Regions from separate parts of the Hordeum vulgare genome. Here region 1 is linked to region 2. The links are chromatin contacts, called in public Hi-C maps. All regions are on one chromosome and are shown on one strand. The core of a region is the stretch at or near the end of the contact, and the rest is flanking DNA. Distances in the headings are between cores, read along the strand shown.

Region 1 (5,259 bases), core at 2,700-5,199, 150 kb before region 2:
TGTGGGCTAGCGTATTCCTAGCCATCACTATTAGCGACTAATAACACACATGCATACAAACAACGCATAGCTATTTGTAAGTTGCCTAAAAAATGAGTTTAAACTATTTTGGGCGAAGCGGCGTAGCTATTTGTTTCAGAAGAAAATCATAGTTATTTGTAAGTTGCCTAAAATCTAATTTGTGTTAATCGGGGCTGAAGCGAGAAGAAAGCACATCACCATTTGATTATAAGTCTGTTCACAAAGTCTATTTACCCAAAAATGATCAGACGACTTCGTATAGTCCGTGCTAAAATCAAACAAACAGCATCGACGTCTATCTGCTCGTGTTCTATCTTCTCATTCTTTTTTCAACATCACCCACATTCTTAAGAAACATCACCAAGAAACCTGTTGCCTTTCTGTTCATGCTCGTTTCACCCAGTTTGCACAAACAATTAAACATCACAGCAAGGTAGTGAACAGATAGTACGAATAAGTAGTAATGGCTGGCAGCATTCAGCAGGTTATTTTCTTTCAAGAACATCCATTCAGCAGGATTTTCATTACGAACAGAACATCCACACGAAACACATCTGCCGAGCATACACACAAGTGACAGGGCAAGTATCTACAAGCAACTGCGGCAGTAGAAAGGTAGCAGTTCCAAGTTTTCAGAGTTGCATATACAAATAGCTAATACATGCGGAGCACAAGGTAACACCGAGTAGGTTGAGTAACTGTCTGGTGGCATTACCCATATGGATCGGGGAACCGAACTGTCTAGTGGCACTACGCACATGGATCACGGAACCACAAACACCGAGCAGCATGCACGCACGAGACAGCCAGCATTCTAGGTCTTCTTGGTTTTCGCCGGTCCTCGCGGTATCTTGCTCAAAACCTTCTGGTCCAGCACCTCGTAGTGCTTGCACGCCTCGGTATGAGCCTTTCCGGCGAAGTGATCCACCTTGTCCTGGTACTTATCGTACAAGATCGGCACCGTGTGGATCATCAGGACAGCTGTTTGTGATCTCAAGTATGTCAGCTCAATAGCTTATAACATGCAGGGCATCTAACGACAGTGTTGTACAAGCACAAAATGCATTACCGATGTATATCAAGGTGAGGAAATCACAGCAGCTTCCGACTTCTGACAGAACCCAGAGACCAGCAATCACCTGGAAAATGCAAGAGTACTGTTAGATAATCCTCAAGCAAAAAGCTGAACACTTGAAAACAATTACGTATATTTCGATGGCATAACCGTACACCAAGGAATTTCTTCAGATCATGCCCCATTGCGATCTCCCGGAACAAGTGAAGTGATCTGTTGACGTCGTTGCGTAATGCCCGTGATACATTCACAGCGAGGTCTTCAGGTATCTCAACTACAGGAATATCCGGTGGGCTCCTGGTAAAGCAACACTCGATGAAACTCAGAAACAGTGCCGACCAGACCATTTGGAAGATCACAATATATATCACTTACTTCTTGATGAAGGTCATAGCTTTGGACCACACGAACAAGATGGCCAGGACACCAATCATCACATGGGATAACAGAGTTAAGAGATGGTAATCAAGCACTTCAAATAAAACCCATATGACAGTTGTGCCACCGATCACCACAGCAGTTGTTTTCTTGTCCTTCCATAACAGTACATCAGCAGCTGCACAGAAGTGTACCAAAACAAACAGAACCAATTAGAATTTTCATAGTGGAGCTATGACTTCATAATTTTGTCATGATGTCATGTCCTTGTCATCAAGGGAGCTAGTTGCTATAGTAGAAGAAAAATACTTCACCATTCTCAGCAAAGAGCATAGCATTATTCTTGAGAACAACAACAAAACCTCTGAAGACCTATAAGAAGTTAATTTTAGGAGTTTATGGGTCGCCCAATATATCAATTTGTGATCACCAAAAGGCAGAGTAATAAGAAAATATCATGGATCACATGTAATTAGAAGTGTCTATGTGCATAGGCCCCAAGTTGATTAGAAGGAAGCAGTTGGGGTAAACTGGTCATGGGACCACCAAGCCCAAAAAATGGACGGACCAACAACAGCCCGTGCTGGAACCCTGTATGGGCTACACTTCTGTTAGAACAAAATTGTGCCTTCGTGTATATCTTGTGCATCTCTTCTGCAATCCTGAGGGGTTGAAACTAACGCCCTGGTGCCCAATCCAGACCTTTCCTATATTTCCAGACAAAATGAGCCTTTACCCCTCCAACAACAAAGAAACTAGCATCATCAGAGATAAGAGGATGCCTCCCCAAGGATCAGCTATACTTCTGCTACTGTCAAAGGTATACTTTAAGGATCGCTCTGTACAACATATCACATAATATCACTTAGATCAAGTTGCAAACTGTATTTTGTCTGTCAGAGGTATACTTTAAGGTTCTAAGTAGAAGATAATAGTTGACACTTCAACAAAGTGGACTAAGTAGGTTCACAAGTTAATATCTCCTTTTTTTGAAAGATGTTTAACAAGTCCATGTTTTTTTCTTTTCTGATGGATGGTTGACAAGTCCATGTGGGTTTTTGTGAAGTAGATTCACGAGCACCAAGTTCAAGCACGGATTCCTGGTTACAATATAGTTGATGTTGCCACTTGCAAAAAGTCACCAACAAGAATCATTACAATTCTTCCACGGCATCATATCAGGATGATGTTTCCAACAGGTAGGCTCGTCTTCCTAAACTACTTTAGTGGTCTAAACGTTCTTGTTCTTATATTTCTTTGCGGAGGGAGTACCAAGGAAGCACGTAGTTAATTTTGTGGGGAAACGAACTTCGGATTTCTCCATTTCAATTTGACCGATTTCATCATATGTTGCTTACTAGTGGAGACTTCCTTTGAATCCTTCACATGAATTAAAAGGCCTCAGAACAGTATCCCACAAAGATAAAACGAGAACAGATGGTCTGGGTCAACAGCTCATGGACTTGACGGTTTCCTCAGCCTAGAAGGTAACAAGACTTTGTTCAGCCTACAAGAGTAGAAACTAACAAGCAAACCTTGCCTGACAGTATGCCCCGTCTATATCTTGGAAGTGAGGCAACAGCGTGGATCATCTGCAGCAGGCCAAGGAACTCTAAAGCCTAGGTGGGTGCTTTCTCGGGGTACAAGAAGTCTTCTTATCTTGTAAGTATTTCAGAATAGCAACCAAAAAAGTCAGAAAATTATAGGTGGGTGCTTTCTTGGGGTGAAAGAAGTCTTCTTATCTTTTTAGTAGAGGGAGCAAACGTTTTTATTAGCACTTGAATTTTCATCCAGATAATCGAAGATCTGAACCGATGTTGTTAGAATACGCGTGGAGGACTGAAGAAATCGAAAGTAAGTGCTTTTATCTGGCTATAACTACTATAGCTAAACACCTAAACCCTTCCTAACTGAACCACCACACGCACACACAAAAGGAAATCACCCACCTGTGGTGCGAAGTAATACTTGAAAAATCAAACAAATCCAGTACTCACCAGTCACCACCACAAATTACGGAAAATAAATACGGAGTAGTGCTAAATGGAAAAGGGAAGGGAACGGAGAGCTCGTACTTTTACCGCCACCAAGCACCTTGTGCACGGAGGTGTCCTCGCCGAGCAGCCTGAACCCACGGGACCTGACCGTGGTGTCCGGCGCAGACGCGGGCGGGGCCGCCTTCTCCGGCGAGGCGTCGGCGCTGGCCGGCGGCTCCGCGGACAGCGGCGGGGCGCCCTCGGCCGGCGCTGCCGGGGTCGGCGGGGGCGCGGCGACGGTCTCCTCGGCTGGATCGGCCATGGACGGAGCAAACGGAGCTACAGGAAAGGTAAGCACGGGTTCCCCTCTGGTTCTCTGCTCTCGTAAAGCGCGCAGTGTGTGTGGTGGAAGTGTGCGCCTTGCCTGCCTTTTTCTCTCCGGCGAAGGAGAGGTGGATGGATGGATGGAGATCTCTAGAATATGGAGCGAGTGGGACGGCCGTTAGGGGCCGTCACGGCGCGCTGGGCCTTTTTCGGTGGTGGAGCAGGTGGTACGTGCACCCGGGAAAGGGCTGCTTTTCTTCGCAATTTTTATGCACCGTCCAAAAATGCACGCCGTTAGGTTTTTTTTTATATGTATTCTAGTAATTTAAAAGCATAGGAATAAGAACACACGTAATTATCGTAGGATTCTATGGATTTTCGAAACACGAAATCCTGCAATATGTGCCTTTTGTGGTGAAATAAACATGTTTTTTTTTTAGAAAATGAGAAGAGGGGGTAGAGAGATGGAGTAAAAAAATGATTGTATTTTTCAAAGGAAACATAAAATAATATTTGTATTTGAATTTAGATTTATATGGAATAAAATATAGGTAATGTACTCCATGGATATTCATTAGCCTCGGTCTTGTGATCCAAAGGGTTTTCATAAGAAAAGAATTATATGAGTTATCGTTTGAGAAGAAGAGACTACACCGGCAGCACATTTAAAATTTGATCCTTATAAGAGCATCTATGATTTACATGATTGTAAAATAATGATAATATAAAACTATCAAAAAAAGAAAAGCTTGCACATAACAAAAATAAATAATAAACCATGTTACTTCGCTTCATAGGAATAAATAAACATGAAAATTAACACGGTCAAGTCAAGGTCAAAGCACAAACATGAATGAAGTTGTAACGTTATCACACTACTGCATACTATTGCATTGTTCTTTGTGCAAAGGTATTCTCAAAAAAATTATAATTGTTTCAAAGAAATTTAATATAAAATAATTAATACAGTACTTCCCATCAAAGAAACACAGTGTTATTCTTTCATTTTCTTCGTGAATCAAAGGTGCACTAATTATATATCGATGATAGTTGTGGTTACAGTTTAGCTTTTGGATTGAAGGTGAATACTTGGATTCTCTTCGAAAGCGATGGTCTCCTTCAAATGTGTCGTCAATGATGAATCCTATTGGATGGTCTCACTATTTTCTTCTCGACGATCATGCTATTCTAGTGAGTGGTTCTAGTTCTTGGTGATCCTTTTGATGCAGTGACAACATTGTTTTCTTCTTTTGATTATCTGTTTGATGAATTTCTAACTATAGAAAAACAAGGTTAGGCCGTCTTCATCGATGGAATGACGGATGCAGCGACACATAATCTATGTTGTATGATCGGTGCAATTGTTTGTGGGTCATTTAGTAATCAGTTAAAATCATTGACACTTATTTTGAATTTAAGGGAGTAATTCCATCTTTTTAGAGGGTAGTCATGATGTTTTGAATCTTCTTAATACAGTGCTCTCTT
Region 2 (5,542 bases), core at 2,303-4,802:
ATTATTTTGGTTACTTGTTACTTGATATCAATTACTTTGCTCTCAAACATCTATCAAAACTATCTTACAACACTTGCAGAAAATACCTTACTAAAAACCGCTTATCATTTCGTTCTGCTCCTTGTTGGATTCAAAAGTATTACGATTGATCCCTATGCTTGTAATTCATTAGGCGCCAAAGAGAGGACTGAAGGAGAAGGTGTGAGGGCGGCATCTTTTTATAGGTCGTCGCGGACACCATTAAGGAGGTAGTAGGGGATGCTGCAGGCGAGCGATGGTGGACTGTCAAAGGGCGTGTCTCATGGTGAGTAACAAGACTGCGGCCTCCTCGCACGCCTCTCGGTTGCTCAAACTGTCGCGGCTGCTCACATGGCTCCTCTTGGGCTCCTTACACGCAAGACAAGAGATGATGTCTCGTGACCACCATCGAACAAGCCGGAGATGGGTATTCAAAGGAGTGGCTCGGCGGTGGTGGGTGGAAGGTTGGACCGCTTCAAATTCCACGCGCAACACGAGGATGAAGAAAGCTAAGACTTCCTCCCGCACTCGTGGTTGAGTTTGTAGCGAGCTCTATATTGGCCCTCCCCTACCTTGTGAGCTTGTCTATGGAGCGAGCTCCATAAATTGTGGGAGCCATATGATGACTTTCTAATGTGTTTTCCTGTCAAACTCATCATATTTACTGTTATTATGGCAATTAGGGTAGAGTTTCTCGAACTATAGCATTAACTTATTTTTTCCCCAAAGAAAAATGCCCTTAACTATTTCAAAAATAAATAAAATATCCCTTAACAAGTACATAAACACCCTGATGCGCCTAGGTGGGTGCCAGCACACCTTATATGCAGAAGAAATAGTAATAAAAAAAATAATCAAAAGCTTCATCTTTTTTTTTTGAAACAAATATGATCAAGCATTGTATTTGTATAAAAAGTTTCCCCAAGTAATAACTCGCGTTGACTTCGGGGAAGGAACAAATTTCCAGGAGAAATACGGTGTAACTTGTATATAGCGTTCGAAATATTTTTTTCCATTGAGAATACGGAAGTAATTCCTTGCCGAAACTTTTTATACGAATACAATAGTTGAGGTTTCAGCATTTTTTGACTTATTTCGTAATTACTAAATTATTTTGTGCATGCGTTCCGTTCCTTAACAAGTACCACTACTTTAACTAGGCTAGGCCGTTTCCCACTTTCTACTAAATCATGATGATTGCTGGATGAAATGGCTTACCACTACAGTCACTTTGGGGGCTTCGCTGGCTCCCGAGTGTGGAGATCCCTTCGGCAGTTGACCCTACTCAGCCGATAAACTACCGACCATAAGCATGAAGATTGAATGAGAGCTTTCAGGTATAGGGAGACAGCAACTACAAGCCTACTATGTCGACCCGTTCGTGCAATACACATCGGCACATCAATCACAGCCACGAATTCAGGCCTGAACCAGAAGCACTACCAATCTATCATCGCATCGCCCATCCAGGCCTACAGGAACGAGAAGAGCGACAGCTGCTTTGAAAGCCCTTATGCTCCCTCTGAAATTATTCACCGGATCGAGGTCCGTTTGTTGCTACCTCTTGTACCAGTCCAGGTGGCGAATAAAACTCCAAAAAATGAAACAAAAGGGTCCACCCAATTTTTTTTTTTTAAAGGAGGATGACCCCGGCCTCATCAGGGAAATGCATGCGGTCATTTTATTTATTATTCTCAAGGACCTTACAAAGTATTACAACAATATGTCTGAATCCGTCATCTTGGCAACATCTGTCGCTATTCATATCCATATGATGAAGGGGTGCTAGCTGGGCCACATACCCAGATCACTTACCTAAGCCTAACATCAAAAGTCGGAAGCTCCAGCAGATCCGGTCAAGCCATCTGCCACATACCGGGTCTAGGGCACAAAACCGATCTGATGCACTCGTGTGCTATCGCCGCCATCTTCCATCGGTCCGTCTTCAGAGCAAATATTGAGGCTTCTACCTTGTGTAGCCACTCTGCCATTGACGTCACCATGACGCCAGATAGCTACCTCCTCCTGCTCGAGTCCATCTCCACGCATCGGACGCCGAGTCCCCACAGCGCCATGCCGCCGATATCCGCCGCCATCAATGTGTGAGATGAAGCACCGCTCAACCATTCCTCCAGTCAGCACTTGCTCCAAAACGATGCCCCCAGGAGGGAGGGCGATAAAACGCCACCATCGTCCGATCCAGGAAGACCCAGATCTAGGGTTTCCCCCGGAGCATCCAGAGCCTGATGACGCAAACAGCAATGCCGTTGCTCCACCAGACGAGCGCCACCGATGTCACAGCCTCCAAGATGTAGCAGGCCAAAATGCGCTGACATCGAACCGCCGCCACCTCCACCACCGCTTGAGCAGCCCCCGAGCAACGCCTTCAGGAAGGAACACGCCACCGCGGTGTCGTCGTCGCTTGGACCAAGGGGATCTGAGGTTTTCACCTGAGCTCCTGGAAGGGGTGGAAGGAAGGGGATCCTTTCCAAAGCCTCCAACAAGGGGAACAACACCCAAAGGCGCTGCCTTCGGAGTGGCCGTCGCACCGGCCAAGGGACTCCCCCGGAACCCTTCCAACCACCGGATCTGCAGGGCCAGCACCCAAGAACAGCGAGAAGCCATCTGGGGCCGGATCCGCTGCAGATCGGAGTAGATTGGGGTCGACGAGAAGCAACACAATGGCCACCAGCATCCAGCAAGGACCGCCGCCACAGCAGCCGCCACCCCCCGCGCCGTCCGGGTCAAAGAGGGATCCACCGACCGCGTACAAGGGCCAGCACCGCCTGCACCCGCCGGAGCACCGCCGCTAGCCCAGCGCCCGCCACCGCCTGCCGCGGGCCGCCGCCGTGCGCCCCACTCCCCGCCACCGCTCGTCGAGGCCTGCCCCTCGCGCCCGATCGTGATCGCCACAAGCCACCGCCGTCAACCACCTAGATCCGCCGCCCGCGGAGGAAGGGGAGCCGGGAGAGGGAGTCCCCCGCCGCCGCCGTCTGCCACACGTGTTTTACCGACGGCGTCACCCGGCGGCGGCGAGGAGGGGAGGATGAGAGAGCGGCGGCGCCGCCTAGGGCTTGGGAGCCCCCGAGTCGCCTAGGGCGGGGGCGACGCGAGGGAAGGGGGCGCTTGCTTTCTCGATGGTTCAGATATTTAGAAATTTGCCTATCTGGTCCACGCAAAAATAAATAAATAAATATAAACAGGTTTATTTTTGAGCATTAACCACCTTTATTAAAACTTTAAAGTCTAAATAATAAGTCCTGGTACAAATAACAAATCAGGTGTGGTAGCGAACCGGATGTGCCGTCAAGCACGGCTAAAGAAACCAATGTCTTTGCAAGACCATGAAGGCAGTGGCGGAGCTTGTCCCAGCAATTTGAACGGGCCGGCTGTAGAAAATAACTACAGAGATCGTTCTTCAGTACCAAAAATACATATACACTGCAGAAAATTGCATGGTCTGGACGGGCCATGGCCCCTTCGGCCATGCCATAGCCCCGCCACTGCATGGGGTCGCACTGATGTTGCCAATTATCATGGCTGATGGCTCCAGGTAGATGTCCTTTACTCCATGGCAGACAATACGATTTAGATTCGCAGATTTGCTGTGGCAAAGGTAGCGAAGCTACGGTGCCGCTACCTTTGCTCAGTCTCGTCCGTTGGATTAAAAAACGACAATCTAGATTGGATGCTACAGTTTTCTCAACAGTGAATCGTGCGAACAATGGTTTGTGTGAACCGTATTCACGGACAATGTTAGGTAGATTAAATCCCTCGCTCTTGGTCTTGCCGCATTGTCAGGCCTTGTTTGGCACACAGCGAATGAGGGGGTTTTTAGTGGATTTTCCTCGTTCGGCTTAAAAGCCCCTAAAATTCCAAAAGGAGCGTTTGGCACACCGGGCCTTAACCGGCCCAGCCCCAAATATCCCGTCACATCCTTCCCAATCCACGGGGCTTTCCAGCATCGAGGGATACCTCGCGGCTCGCACATCTACGTGCGAGAGGGAGACGCAAAAACCACGCGCCGTCGTCTCCTCCGCCTCCGTCGCCATCGCCTCCTCCGTCTTCGTCGTCGTCGCCTCCGTCGCTGCCTCCGTCCCCGCCTTCATTGTTATCGTCATCACCGGGCGCCTGCTTCCTCTTCTTTCTAGGGCAAACTGACCTTCTCCCCCAAGGTACACCGCCCCCTCCCCTCCCCTCCCACTCCCCTTCACTCCATCTCGATCTAGGGTTTCTTAATATTGGCGGGGGTGGTTGGTCCGCCGTTCGCCTCGTCATCACCGGCGAGCTCATCCTGTTATTCCTGTTGTTCCACCATTGGCCCATCTTCCCTTTCCAGCACCTCTGGCGTGAGAGGCCCTTCCTGTTGTTCCACCATCGGCTTCTCTTCCTTGATTAATTAGTCACTGCTAGATCTGGACTACTATTTAAAATTATACATGTAGATACTCAAGTAGGATCTCTACCTTTCAGTACTAGTATTATTAGCATATATATTATGTATGATAACAAAGTAACAAGATACAGCCAACCACTTTGTGTTAGATATTGATAACTGGATGTAGTGCAAAAATGTGAGGGGAGAATCATTGTGCTGCACATAAGTTTCATTTGTATATCACCAGTCTTATTATTTCTTAATTACTTACAGTCAAAATGAATTTACGGAGCCTTGAGAGAATTAGGAAGAGGAGGGAAGAGAATGAAGATGACATGATCTTCTTTATTTGGCCAACACTGTACCAGATCCTTAGTAGGATCGACAAAAATCAGCGACATAGCTCTGTCCTGTATGGCAAGAGGCGTGTTAATGAAATCCTTCAAGGTCATGTCAAGAATTGACCTGTAGCTTTTAGGATTGAGCCCCACATCTTCAAAGTGCTAGCATCATATCTTAGAAGGGAAAATTTGATGAAGGACAAGACAATCAAGGTAGAGGAGAAATTAGCCTTTTTCCTTTACATGTTGTCTCACAACGCGTCTTTTCAAGATCTACAACTAGAATACCAACATAGCGGGTGGACCTTCCATGAATACATCAAGTCTTTCTTCGACATCGTCCCGACTCTATCTTGTCGATTTTTAAAGCATCAAAGCATCGATGAACCTCATCCAAAGATTGCTGGAGATCCAAGATTCTTCCCATACTTTGAGGTTTTCACCTCGACACTTTCACTTCTTGTCTTATCTATATCTTCATATTTTGGATATTGACTTGCAATCAATCTATTCGTAGAAATGCATAGGCGCCATCGATGGAACTCATATTCCTATGACTGTAACACCTGACAAAGCCGCTCCTTTCTGGAATAGGAAGGGAACTCTCAGCCAAAATGTCATGGTTGCATGTGACTTTGACTTAAACTTCACATTCATCTCATGTGGTTGGGAGGGGTCGGCTACAGATGCTAGAGTGCTCTAGCCGGCCTTGAACCGCGGCTTCAAAGTACCTGAAGGAAAGTTCTATTTGGTTGATGGTGGTTATGCAAATACCACATCTTTCCTTGCACCGTATCGGGGTGTA

The links. A called contact is a pair of places that touch in the nucleus more often than the background predicts.
Region 1: a contact with region 2 is called in a Hi-C map of leaf, with 6 times the contacts expected there. The contact joins the promoter of LOC123407639 here to the enhancer-like site in region 2. A contact is called at or near these places in 2 of 6 Hi-C or Micro-C datasets (leaf and seedling).

Annotation. Positions count from the first base shown.
Region 1 is chr7H:466,976,397-466,981,655 of MorexV3_pseudomolecules_assembly, reverse strand. It overlaps LOC123407639 (reticulon-like protein B1), which reads right to left and starts at 3,949. Exons shown (of 5, transcript XM_045100820.1): 1 at 3,550-3,949; 2 at 1,472-1,652; 3 at 1,252-1,393; 4 at 1,091-1,160; 5 at 510-1,002. The coding sequence starts at 3,772. The coding sequence ends at 836.
Region 2 is chr7H:466,829,596-466,835,137 of MorexV3_pseudomolecules_assembly, reverse strand. No RefSeq gene overlaps it. Among protein-coding and RNA genes, the nearest start is that of LOC123407639, 150 kb to the left of the region's middle. Within about 2 kb of position 3,552, at least 2 of the 3 cell types and tissues checked have open chromatin away from gene starts, as enhancers often do. A contact at or near this core is called in leaf, where this site is marked.